Linked DNA regions of Mus musculus: region 1 is linked to region 2. Evidence: chromatin contacts called from public HiChIP or PLAC-seq data. All regions are on one chromosome and are shown on one strand. Each heading gives the region's core, a stretch centred on a gene start, on an enhancer-like site or on the middle of the called end of the contact. The rest is flanking DNA. Distances are from core to core; before and after follow the strand shown. Region 1 has its middle 7.2 kb from the start of Gm12409. Region 2 holds the start of Fbxo10 (F-box protein 10).

Region 1 (6,511 bases), core at 1,359-3,858, 690 kb after region 2:
GGCAGGGGGCCCAGCCTGGACTTGCTCATCTCACTCGGTGTTAGATGGACTGACTTGTCTGTGAACTTCATCCAACACTTAGCTTTCCATGATGATCAAACTCTTAACCCTGCCCTCCTGCTATTTCCCATTCTCTCAACAGTCACGTGGTGCCACGCCTCTTCAGCTCATTGCACAGCCTACCTTGACTGCCTTGGCTGCTCCTCCGGCTCTCACACTCCTTCATCCTAGCTGAATCCAGCTAAAAGTCTCCCGTGTTCCTAAGCATGGTCTTTCCCAGGCTTTTCCCACTGGCCAGATGCAACTCCCATCCTCTCCTGCCTGTCTTTCAAAAGCCACATGGATGACATCAATGTCTTTGTGTGTCTGTTTGTCTCATGGGCTCTGCCATGACGTAGCCATCAGTGGAAGGGAAACTCATCTTTAGGCATTAGTTTCCCTATCTGTGACAGGGCAGATGAGTTCTATACGTGACCTATACATTCATTTGGCGTCCCTTGTGGACTGTGAAGGGCAGCAAGCACCTCTGAAGACCCCATGGACCTAGCACATCGGCTATGAGAGACGCTAGAAAACAGATCTCTATACACTAGGTAATCCCCATGCTTCCAGCCAGCCAGGGATATCTACATGGGTCAGCTGGACATACTGCTATGAAACTCAGAAAATGCAGGGGAGTCGGAGGTCACCTCCTGGCCTGAAGCCTCCCTTGGCTGTTCGAGGGAAGGCAGGACTGTGGAAATGTGCGGTGTCTTCCTAGCAGGGTTCTGCTGTCTGTGCTCCACGTCCCTGGGTGCTGGCAGAAGAGCTGAAACGTCTCCTGTTAATTGTCAGAGTGAAACAGACAAAGAGAGGTGTAGAGAAAGCATGGTGCTCCACGCAGTCGGTCCTGTAACGGAGGAGGATGTTTTGTTCTTCCCAGAGCGGGACACACGGCTCAGCAGACCCTGCGGTTTTGCCACTGCAAACGAGGACCCTAACAACTGCCTGTCCCCTGAATAAAGGCTGGAGTTGCAGTGTAGTGGGCCGGGTGCTTGCCAAGCAGGCATCAAACACACGGACAAACACGAACGCCTTGGGTTTGTGTTCCCCAGTGCCACATAAGCTTGGCATGTCCGATGATGCAAGATCAAAAGCCAAGGTCACCCTGGGCTGCATAGTAAGCTCAAGGCCAGCCTACAGGAGACTTTGTTGTGAAAACAAACAAACACCACATCGAGCAGGCAAGCAAAAACCATGAAGGGGTTGGGGTGAAGCAAGCCACTTTATTCTCATTTACAAACTGACTCCACAGTTCAATTTCCCACCCACCGAGCACCTGTTCTCCCTTCTCCAAATCTTGAACTCCTGCAAGCTGCAGTTTCTCATTAGGACAGAGAACTCTCCTCTCAGCCCAGAGAGCCACCTGCTACAGGATTCTAGTAATAAAGATGAATAGTTATGTGCTGTGAGGAACTCACACCCCCCAGCCACAAAACCAGCCTGACATGCCAGTCCTGATCACACTGTGGGCCAGAGGGAAAGCCTCTGCGTCTCCAGGAAAAGGTCCCTCCTCACTACAGTGTAGTGTGTCAGGAATTTGGTGACATCTCCTGACTTTTAGAGGTAAAGCAAAAAAAAAAAAAAAGGGACTCAGAAGTGAAGTCACTTGTTCAAGGTCACACAGATAAGCAGTCAGATTTGGTTTCAAAATCAACTTGCTGTTTGAAAATGTGGCCTTAGGTGGAGGTCTCCCTTCAAGGTCACCCGGGTGGACTCCACTCTGGCAGGGCTAATGGACGATAAACAGAGGTCTGGGAGTGCTGGCAGAACAGAACTGAATTGCACCTGACACTTGAAGGTAGCTGATGGACAAGTGATTCACACCAGAGCCACAGTTTACATTGTCCCTGTAGTGGCTTCTGGGGAGTGGGGCAGGCAGTTAGAATATTCCAGTCCCAGCGGGAGGCACAGGGGCAGACTCTTAGAAGGAATTATTAACACCCAAGGAATTCCTTCGGAACAGTAGGGGGGAATAAAGATTCTTAAAAAAAAGGTCTAATAGCAAATTTTCTGGATTTTCCAGCTAATTTGAAGGTACCTACTTGGAACATTTTCTTGTCAGAAAAGATTTTAAAATACATTCATTCAGTGTGACATGATAATTGGGCCTGGCTGTCTGATGAATGCCTTTTATCTCTTCCTGAGCTATTGTTCAGTGGGATGGAGCCGATGGGCTGCAGGCTGCAGCCAGCACTTGGTTAAATGCACTCACAGAGCCACTTTCAATGATTCTGGTCACAGGAGACAGCGAGACGCGAGATGGAAGCTTATGTGAGCAAGTGTCCGGAAGAGGAGGACATTAAGTGGTTAGAGAGGGCATTTTCTCGAGGCACACATGAGAAGACCAGGGTCCAGGGAGCTGCCAGTGCCACTCAACATAGGGGTTGCATAGATCTGTGTCTCCTGAGCCAGACCCCAGGTCCCTGTATCCTACCTCTTGAGGGGGTCTGTGGAAAAGATGCAGCAGTGGGCAGCTTACGTCTGGGAGACACTGCCCGGTCAGTCCCCACCTACCCCTGACCTCCCCTGCACCAGAGACCCCGCCCTCTGAGCTGCACAGCAGGACTGGGTGGCCCCAAGGGCTGTGCTTTCCTGGTTGTGTGTTCTTAGCTCTGCCGCTTCATGGAAGCAGCTGTCTTTATGGGCCCTTTTTCCTCTTGCCTTTCACATTTTCCTTCCTTTAACCATTTTGTTTTTACAAAGGCAAATTTCCAGACCTGGCCACCTGACAGTCATCTCCACCTTTCTTTATCACCCCTAAGAAAGAGGGGTTTGTTTGGATTTTTTTGTTCTTCAACTTTACGCCATTTCTCCCCCATCCATGTTTTTCTGTTGAATTTGCTTCAGAAATTCTTTGTAGGAACCAAAGGCGCTTTAGAGCGTCTCGGAGCTTTCCATATGTTAATAAGGTGTTTGTAGAACTGTAGCTGGGGTTTCCTCCTTGTCAGAGCAGGGCTATCCTTCCTTTTAAGAGACAGCTTGTCCTCAAAAATGCCCTTCATTAACATTTAACGAATAGTACAGTTTCCGTTGGGATTAAGAAGTTGACATTTCCATTGTTTTTCTTAGAAAACAGCACAACATTAGCCATGCCCTCGAGGGACTGCATTTTCCACCAAAGTGAGATAACAAAGGCCTGGGCAAGGAGTCCTTACCTGGCTGGGTGTGTTGCTATTTAGACATGCGTGTCTGTCTGCGGCTCTTCCCGTGCATAATCGCATCTCTGCATCTGAATGTGTGTTTATGACATTTTACACGTGGCTGTGATTGTCTGCCAATAGGTAATTGGCTATGTATAAATCTGGGCTGGTGTGTGTGTGTGTGTGTGTGTGTGTGTGTGTGTACTATTCACAGTTGTGAATGTGTGCTGTACCTGACTGTGTTCATGCATACATTTGTCTGCATATGTTCTAGGGTGTCTATGCACATAGAGAGATGTGCAGACTTATGTGGAAGTGGGTGCTCTGGGTCTGGGAGTCTGTGTCCCCAGTGCCTGGGTGTGAGCTCCTGTGTGTACAGAAGTCTTTGTCCTGTTTGCTTAAGTGTTTGGGAGGCCCGAGGATGCCCAGCTTTGTGTTCAGAGCCCCTTATAAACATAGACCCAGCGCCCTCCGGTGGACGTTGTTGGAATGCAGCCACAAATAAAACAAACTGGCATGCTCAAAATTATGTCCGATTCAAAATAAGAGTTTCTGGTTATGTGCAGGGCAAAGCTTCTGGGGTTTTCCTTGAGAAAGGGTGTGTGTGTCCAGGCTTATGCTCCTGGATTAGGGTACACGCTCAACAGAGAATGAAGATAGCAGGCTCAACACAGGCAGCTGTCTCATGGTGACATTGTGAAGGGGCTCTTTTTCTGGGGTGGGGACAGGATCACTGGGCTTCCTCTCAGCCAGAAGGGTCAGAAGCGACCTCGTGTGCACACTCCTGAGAGCTTGCATGCTCTATCAGCCTCCTTGGCACCAGTTCAAGGGTATCTCTAGCCCATTGCCCCTCAGGTACCTTATAAAATCCTCCTAGTCTAGGAAAGGGGACCTTCAGCAGAGATGGTATGTATGCTTGTTTCCTATTGCTGTCAGAAAGCATGGGTCATCAACTTAGAGGTGAAAGTAGGTCACCTGTCTAAAACGGAAGAGCAGATGTAGTGGCTCGTACCTGCAAATTCATGTTTGGAAGGCAAAGACAGAAGGGCCACAGCCTGGGGACTGACTATGCCTTCAGCATGCTGGCCTTTGAGGGGACAGTCAAGATCAGAACCATAACAGCAGATTATGTAGTTGTAATAACAATACTTGCCTTATTGGGCCATTGAAGGAATACCAGGAGACAGGAGAGGGTTTGGTGCAACGACAGGGACATTCCACAGCACACATGGGGAAATTACAGGGTTTGTATTCTCTCCCTCTACTATCCTGCTTCTGAGGACAGAACCTGGGTCATCAGGCTTAGAGGCAAGAACCTTTAGTTGCCAAACTACATCACAGGTCCTGTCTTTCTAGTTTTGTTTTGTTTTGTTTTGTTTTTGCTTTTCTTCCTGGGTTCCAGGTGAGCAGGCTTCTACCACTACGTTCTATGCTGCCAACATAATAGAGCCAACTCTATTTGTCACGGGACAAAACCGTGAGCCAGAATGAACCTTCTTGGTAATCCAGAGCCTCTGCCACAGGCACAGAAGCCTGACTAACACCTCTGCCAACCGGAAATGATACTCTAGCGTCACATGCATTACACATCTCCGCAGTAGTGGAGACAGACTTTGAATCCCGCATCATCAAATCTCAAAGGCACGCTCTTCTCCACTAAGGGATATTGATATAAGACTCAAATCTCTGTCTTACAGACAAAAAACAAGGCATTTGGGGATAGTCTGACAGGCATCAATCAACGCCTTGAGAAAAATGTGTGCACGTGGTGGGCAGAGCAAGAATGTCCAATGCAGGAATAAAAACATGAAAAAGTCAAGTCTATTAAGGTTTTATAATCATTAAAATCATTCTTTAGGCATAGTCTGGAGACCATAGATAGTCCTGTATCCACCACTGTCCACAGCTGTGGAGGCATACACCTTTAATCCCAGCACTCAGGAGGCAGAGGCAGTAACATCTCTGTGAGTTCAAGGCCAGCCTGATCCATGTAGTAAGTTCCAGGACAGCCAGAGCTACTTAGTGAGATCCCACCTCAAAAAAAAGAAAAACCAGTTTCATATTCCCTTACTTCCAAATGCTGCCTGTCTTTGCCCCTGTGTTTTCCAACCCCTCCCTAGAGTCTCACCCTTTACAACCCCAGCCCAGTTTATAGCCATCCCTTCAATTTTGCCTTTTCCAGAATACTACAAATGAAAATACAGATGACCTTTTAATATTTTGGGATTTTTTTTTAGATATATTTATTTATTATTTGTAAGTACACTGCAGCTGTCTTTAGACACACCAGAAGAGGGCATCAGATCCCATTACAGATGGTTGTGAGCCACCATGTGGTTGCTGAGAATTGAACTCAGGACCTCTGGAAGAGTAGTCAGTGCTCTTAACCGCGGAGCCATCTCTCCAGCTCCCTTTTAATATTTTAAAAATCCAATTACTAATATTACATAATTCAGTGAGGTGTTGTTTACATATATTTGCACATCATTTACATGTAATTAACATGAGTGAGGGGGTATAGCGTTCCACACACAGTCATGTGACCACATGCTAGTAAGACCACATTCAAGACTCAGAACTATTCTACTACTTCAAAAAGTTCAGGGCTAGGAGGTAAGTCAGTATTTGCCTGGCGTGCACAAAGCTCTGGGTCCAGAAACTGGAAACCTGGTGTGGTGGTACCCTCCTGGAATCTAAGCACTTGGACAGTGGAAGTAGAAGCATCAGAAGTTCAAGGTTGCTGGGCGGTGGTGGCACACACCTTTAATCCCAGGACTTGGAAGGCAGAGGCAGGTAGATTTCTGAGTTTGAGGCCAGCCTGGTCTATAGAGTGAGCTCCAGGACAGCCAGGGCTACACAGAGAAACCCCATCTCAGAAGAACAAGAAGAAGAAGAAGAAGAAAGAAGAGGAAGAAAAAGAAGAAGAAGAAGTTCAAGGTTATCTCTGACTACAGAGCAAGTTTGTGGCCAACCTGGGATACCTGAGATGGGTATCAAAGAAAAAGCAGTCCCTGGGCTTTGCAACTGTAGCTCCTCTCTCTGTCTTCAGTGTCTGCTCACCGCTCCCCAGTGTGGCATTCCCAGTGAGTCGGTTCTGAACAATCTTTACACACACTGATTTGATAATATTTTCTTGAGGATTCTTTTGCATCTATATTCATGAGGAATTTTAGGCTGTAGCTATCCTTCTGTAAGGACCGTCTTTGTCTGCTCGGAGGGAGGGCATTAGGCCTCTAAAATGATAGAGAAGTGTTTCCTCCTCTTCTATTTTCTATAAGAGTTGGTGTAGGATTGGTACTCTTTCTTTCTGAAATCACTCGGTATTAGGC
Region 2 (6,262 bases), core at 3,099-5,598:
CTTAGAAAAATTGAAAGAACATAAAAACCATCATTAAAAACAAAACAAAACAAAACAAACAAAAACCCTCCTAACCGGGCTTTTGTTTGTTTCTGGATTGAGATCTTGCCATACTTACTCAAACTCCTAGGCTCAAGAAATCCTCCTGCCTCAGTCTTTCAAGAGCTGGGATGATAGTGTCACCTTGCCTGGATGCAATCCTTTGTCTTCAATTTAAAACCTTGGTTCCCAAACTCCTAACACTGCATATACCAAACACGCTTTGCTTTCAGTAGAGCATATTCTTTTTCATTTTTCTTTCAGTAAAGTCTCACGAAGCCTGGGTGGACCTAAGCTCTTGATCCTCCTGCCCTACCCTATAGAGTGATGAGATTGCAAGCATGCCCCACCTCCACTAAAGCAGGGGGTGAGCTGAGGATGTTTGCAATTGCCTCACCTAAGACTGCAGGTGGAAACAGTCGCCTGGGAACACATGGATGCTTTGTCAAGAATCACCCGAAGATCCTTTTTGCACTTGGGAGAACAAGGCTGAAAGAGGTACCTAACGACCTGGGTGGCGTGTTGAAAACTGCCATTCCTGAGGATCTCTGCTTAGGTAAAACCCCATGACAAAGCAGAACTAGTTTACCAAAGGGACTCACTCGGGTTAAGCATAGGAAAAGGAAGGGCGATGGAGGCCTTAAATTCAGATAAAAGACTTGAAAGGGGCGGGAGGAAATCTCAGTGACGAGCGGTGACCCCTGAAGGATAGAAGAAGTCAGCCTAGGAGCAAGCTCAATTCAAGGCCCAGGAAGTGGTGCTTTGGGAACTAAAGAAAGCTCTAACCTGAGAGTCCAGAGGGAATCTGACTGGCAGGGATCTGACTGACTGGCAGGGATCTGACTGACTGGCAGGGATCTGACTGACTGGCAGGGATCTGACTGACTGGCAGGGATCCGACTGACTGGCAGGGATCTGACTGACTGGCAGGGATCCGACTGACTGGCAGGGATCCGACTGACTGGCAGGGTTCTGACTGACCGGCAGGGATCTGACTGGCAGGGATCTGACTGACTGGCAGGGATCTGACTGGCAGGGATCTGACTAACTGGCAGGGATCTGACTGGCAGGGATCCAACTGACTGGCAGGGATCTGACTGACTGGCACTGGCAGGGATCTGACTGGCAGGGATCCAACTGACTGGCAGGGATCTGACTGACTGGCAGGGATCCGACTGACTGGCAGGCATCAGACTGACTGGCAGGGATCTGACTGACTGGCAGGGATCTGACTGACTGGCAGGGATCTGACTGACTGGCAGGGATCCGACTGACTGGCAGGGATCTGACTGGCAGGGATCCGACTAACTGACAGGGATCTGGTCCCTAAAGGACACTGAGCAGCAATTACTACACATCCTTGGACTGTGCGGGGCAGCTCTTCCAGTGACATCACACGGCGGTCAGAGATAACAGTTGGGTGCAGCACTCACAGCTCTCTCTCCTCTGAGAGTGACAAGAAGGACCCCTCTGGGCAACAGAAGCCTCCAGAGAGTTTAGAATCCTTACTAATGAAGGCCTTGGATTACTTGGCAGAATACTAGAAAAAAATAAACCAATATGTGACTGTGTCAGTCAGGTGGCCAACTTGAGAGATTAGACACACTGGTTAAACATCTCACCCGAAACAAATGGCTCATACACAGGTGTTACTCTAGTGCCCCTTTATGTTAACAACCCCATTACGTTAGGTGAGTAGGGAAACAAATCCCCAAGCTGACAGGAGAATCCGTAGCTCGTTCACACAAAGCCCAGGACAGGCGACTTGGAGAAGGAACAGCGAGCCGGACAGTAGTGGCGCACGCCTTTAATCCCAACACTTGGGAGGCAGAGGCAGGCGGATTTCTGAGTTGGAGGCCAGCCTGGTCTACAGAGTGAGTTCCAGGACAGCCAGGGCTACACAGAGAAACCCTGTCTCAAAACCTCCCTCCCACCCCCACCCCCCCCCCCAAAAAAAGAGAGGCGGCTCATCCATTAATGGAAACTCAGGGCACGAATGCTACTGTGCTATGTGGTAATCCCTCTGTGACTGCGGCCCATTAAAGGAATACGTTTCTCTCTCATCTCCTTTGAAAAGCAGGTGAGGCATTCTTGTTGCCCAGGACACTGTCTGTCTGCCTCTGCGAGCTCAGGCTGATTCACCATCTGCATCTTTCCAGAGGTCCACGGACCTGACCCTCGCACCTGACGATACCCTTAGTCTTATACCACAGCTCCGCATCTGCATCATCACCACCATCATCACCACCACCACTGCTGCCACCATTATCACCACCACCAATGGGATGGGCCAAAAAAGGATTCTACATTCTCCCATGTCTATCTTTATTTCATTGGCTCTCATTCCCATCCCATCCCTCTTCACACTGTCACTTGTTGAAGAGCAGGAGGAAAGGAGGAAATAAGAAAAGGGAGAATATGTCTGCACTGCAACTGGAAAAAGAAAAAAAAAAAAAAACGAAACAAGCCAGAACGACAGACGAGTGACTGGTGGTTGGCCACACAGCTCAATAGCTACCGGTGCCATCATGTAAACGTAATTCCCCTGATAACCATGGAAACCAAAATGAAGGCACCGTGTTGAGGGCTGCTCTCTTTAGATATCTAAAAACAATAAGAGGCCAGAGACCAGAGAGACAAAGAAATCCAGGCATTCCAAGCCAGAGGAAATCCTTTCCTAAAAGCTCTGACAAAGTGTGCCATTTTCTCCCGTCTCCAAATCTCAGCAAGCTTCCACCAGGACTGGAGACCTGACAGGGATCATGAAACAATTCAAGCCTCTCCTGTGTGCTGGTCTCCTGGGGCCAGATGCTATGAGGCCAGCTCTCTGGGAGCTGAAAGCTTATTGTTATCATAAAACATACCGCAAACCAGCAGAGGGGCACAGACACACACAGACATGGACTCACGTGAGCACACGCGCGCGCGCACACACACACACACACACCTGTGTGTGCACATACAGACTTTTATATAACTAACATAGCTAGCTATGCAAACAGCTCCATGGGGGCAGACACCATTGTCTGGATCTTGTTGCCAGAATAAACGAACAGTTGAGTTAGAACATAGGCAAGCTCAAGCATTCTTTCTACTACCCAAGGCCAACAGTGTTGATGGCTGAGCAAAATCAAAGTCCTGGCCTCGTTCTTGGTCTAGCTTCTCTGTGTGCAGGAGACGGCTGGATTCCATGGGCTCCTAGGCATCTTCCAGTAGACAGTCAATCACCCTACTGTATTTTTTTTTTTTTTTTTTTTTTTTTTGTGATAGCACATGCCTGACAGTTTTCTTTCCCCTCAGAGGGAATCTGATACCCATCTGCTCAAGTAAATTAGCGTTCCCATCCTGCCTGACTCATTCGGTAGGAACAACAGGTTCACATGCCAATATGAAACAGAAGGCAAAGGGGGCCTGGGAAAGGGGAGAGGGCTCCTCAGCCAAAACGACACATTTTTCAGAATCACATTCACAGAGGACGGTGTGCTTACTGCGAGAAAGACGTCTATCATGGACTCCTAGATTGCTATTTTAACAATGCTCACACGGAGAGTGCTCTCTAAGGAGTCCTCAACGTTTCCTGCTTAATCCTCACAGCAACCTCGGGCCGAAGAATTCATCTCTACTTTTATTTATTTATTTTTTTTTTCCATTTTTTATTAGGTATTTAGCTCATTTACATCATCTCTACTTTTAACAGAAGCACCACCGACGTGGCTCAAGGTTGCCTGGCTAGTGGGTGGTGGATGGAACTAACACCAACTCCGGAGTTCTGGCTCTCCAAACGGCTCTGCCATCAGTGCAGGAGGGAGGCCGGGCAGGGGGTCGTCCCCTCTTCCTTCAAAGATTTGCGGAAACCGAGTCTCCGCGACTTGTTAAAACCAGACCCACTGGGTGCGCGACTGCACGCTCTCTCCTGCATCCCAGGTGAAGGCTAGCAAACCGCAAAATCGCATTCATTCTCTCAGACACTTGCAAAGCCCTGGGGCTGGAGGCGACCGCGGGTGGGTCCGGGGTGGGGGCGGACGGGGGCACAGCTCTCCCGGAGCTCCGGCAGCCGAGGCCCCCCACCTCCCGCAGTGCCCCCAGGCCCGGTCCCCGCACCCCAGCCAAACGCTGGGCCCACGGAGGGACCGAGCGGCCGGTGAGCCTGGAGCATCCGCGGGCTCCCGAGAAGCCTCCTTCCTGCGCCTCTTACCTCAGGGAGCGGCGCTGCCCGGCCGCGGCCGCGACGCCCTGGAAGCCGCAGGGCTGCCGGAGGACTGCGGCGCTCGGCCACAGCGGGGTCCGACTTCGCCGCGAGCCCCGCCCCCGGTGGCTGTCACGTGACGCGGGTGTAGGGCTGGCCTGCGAGCGCGCGCGGCCGTGAGACTGGAAGGAGGGCGGGGCGAGCGGGGCTCGGCGATGGAGGGCGAGCGTGGCCTCCGAAGGGGTGGGAACAGCATCGTGGGCGGGAACTGCCGGAGGCTCCTAGGGGCCTGGAAGCGGGCGGATCCTTCCCATCACCACTATAGCCTAACAGCACCCTGGGCTCCGTGCATATGAGCACATAGGAGCTGGAGTCACCCTGAGCCCAGCTAGAAGTCAGGAAGGACTTGGGGCCATGGGTGGGTTGTGTGGAAAACGTTTGGCACAACGCAAATGATGTGTGTAGTACCTGTTGCACCAACTACTAGTTATGGGCCCAAGAGAACAAAGCGGTGGTGGCTCCTGTTCTGAAATCCACTCTGTGGCGGAGAGGATAAACCGGAAAAGCTGTTTAAGTCCATATGTATTTAAAATTATATGAAGTACATGAAAAGAGCTCTTTGGTTGAAAACTAGGGTTTGAGGAATGTGATGACCTCATGAGAGTAGCTATGTGAAAGAGGCCAGAGAAAGCTCCTGCGCTGAGGGAGACAAGACGACTCCTAAGAAAAAATATTTTTTTTGTAGATTTTTTTTACTTTTATGCGTATTTTATGCACCTGATTTATGTGCACACAGGGGGCCCTGGAAGCCAGAAGAGGGAGCCGGAGCCCTTGGAACTTGAATATAGACAGTTGTGAGCCACCAAGTGGATCCTTTGCAAGAGCAATAAACCTCCTGACTAGTAAGCTGTCTCTCCAACCCTGTATCCCACCATCCCGAGGTCTTAGATAAAAGGGTATTAGAGGTCATCAGTATTTCATAAGCCATGATAAAGGAAGCCATTGAAGGGGGAGAATGCAGGTGTTCGATACTCTGTGCTGAGAAGACAAGAGAAGTAGAGACTGGCCTGAAGTACTGGAAGTGGATATGGGGGCACACACACGGATCTGAGACAGTTTTGCAGTAAAGTCAAATTTGGGGGGGGTGTTGTTTTATGCAGTGGTTAAGGCAAATTCAGGGTCTTGCACATGCTGAGCAAGTGCTACCCCCCTGTACCCCCTGTACCCCCCTACATCCCAGCCTTCAACGATTCATTTGTTTAAACCCCAAACAAAACACCTAGACCCAAACCCAACAATTGAATGCTGACCGAGAGCTGTTCAGCAAGCACACAGATGTAGTGGAAAGGCCATGCTTAGACGTCGCTTACGTTTGGCAAACCGATCGCACGTCTAATCCTTTGAAAAGTGGCCCATTGTATGAAACCAGCAGGCTGAATATGAATTTCAATACCCAATTAAAAGCCTGAGTTCCTGGATTTGTGCTATCAAACATTATTGTTTGTGTTGGCATTTCTCTAAAAAGGTTAGGACATTCAAAGGACAACAATGGGGCCCGTCTAACACAGCATGCTGTCTGTCTTCTTCATCTGTCCAAAGGTGCCACGGGGGCGGGGGGATTTTATTTCTTGTATAAACATTTAAACGTCAAGACAGTGGCGTTTTATTTAAGATTTACTTATTTTTATTTTATGCGTAAGTGTGCTTTGGCTACATGCATGTCTGTGCACAAGAACAGTATTTGTAAGCGACTGGTTGCTCCTCTCTTCTTACCCTCATCTGTCTGGCGCAGGCCTCCATCCCACCATGTGTGTAATGCTCTTGTCTCTTGACTTCTCTACTTCATTTGACTGGAGTGGGCTTGCTCACCTTAGCAGCCTGGCATGTCATTCGTATTTATAGCAAATGAACGAGGGCACATACAGTCTCCACGGCCATGTAGACTTTTGCTTTATAGAGAGATTAGACTCAGGCAGAGTCATTTGGCCACAGGTAACCCAACAGCTATCATCCTTTTCGGCTGCCTGCGGGTCTCAG

What was found. HiChIP or PLAC-seq counts read pairs in DNA pulled down with a chosen protein or histone mark.
Region 1: a contact with region 2 is called in an H3K4me3 HiChIP or PLAC-seq map of embryonic forebrain, with 4 times the contacts expected there. The contact joins the enhancer-like site here to the promoter of Fbxo10 in region 2. A contact is called at or near these places in 5 of 39 promoter capture datasets (the C10 cell line, cranial neural crest, hippocampal neurons and 2 more), 6 of 115 datasets of contacts at active chromatin or transcription factors (astrocytes, embryonic forebrain and embryonic stem cells) and 1 of 9 other capture datasets (adipose tissue).

Annotation. Positions count from the first base shown.
Region 1 is chr4:45,768,208-45,774,718 of GRCm38.p6, forward strand. No RefSeq gene overlaps it. Among named protein-coding and RNA genes, the nearest start is that of Gm12409, 7.2 kb to the left of the region's middle. Within about 2 kb of position 2,609, at least 44 of the 459 cell types and tissues checked have an H3K27ac peak or open chromatin away from gene starts, as enhancers often do. A contact at or near this core is called in embryonic forebrain and embryonic stem cells, where this site is marked.
Region 2 is chr4:45,080,256-45,086,517 of GRCm38.p6, forward strand. Fbxo10 (F-box protein 10) reads right to left here and starts at 4,349. Exons shown (of 11, transcript NM_001024142.1): 1 at 4,235-4,349.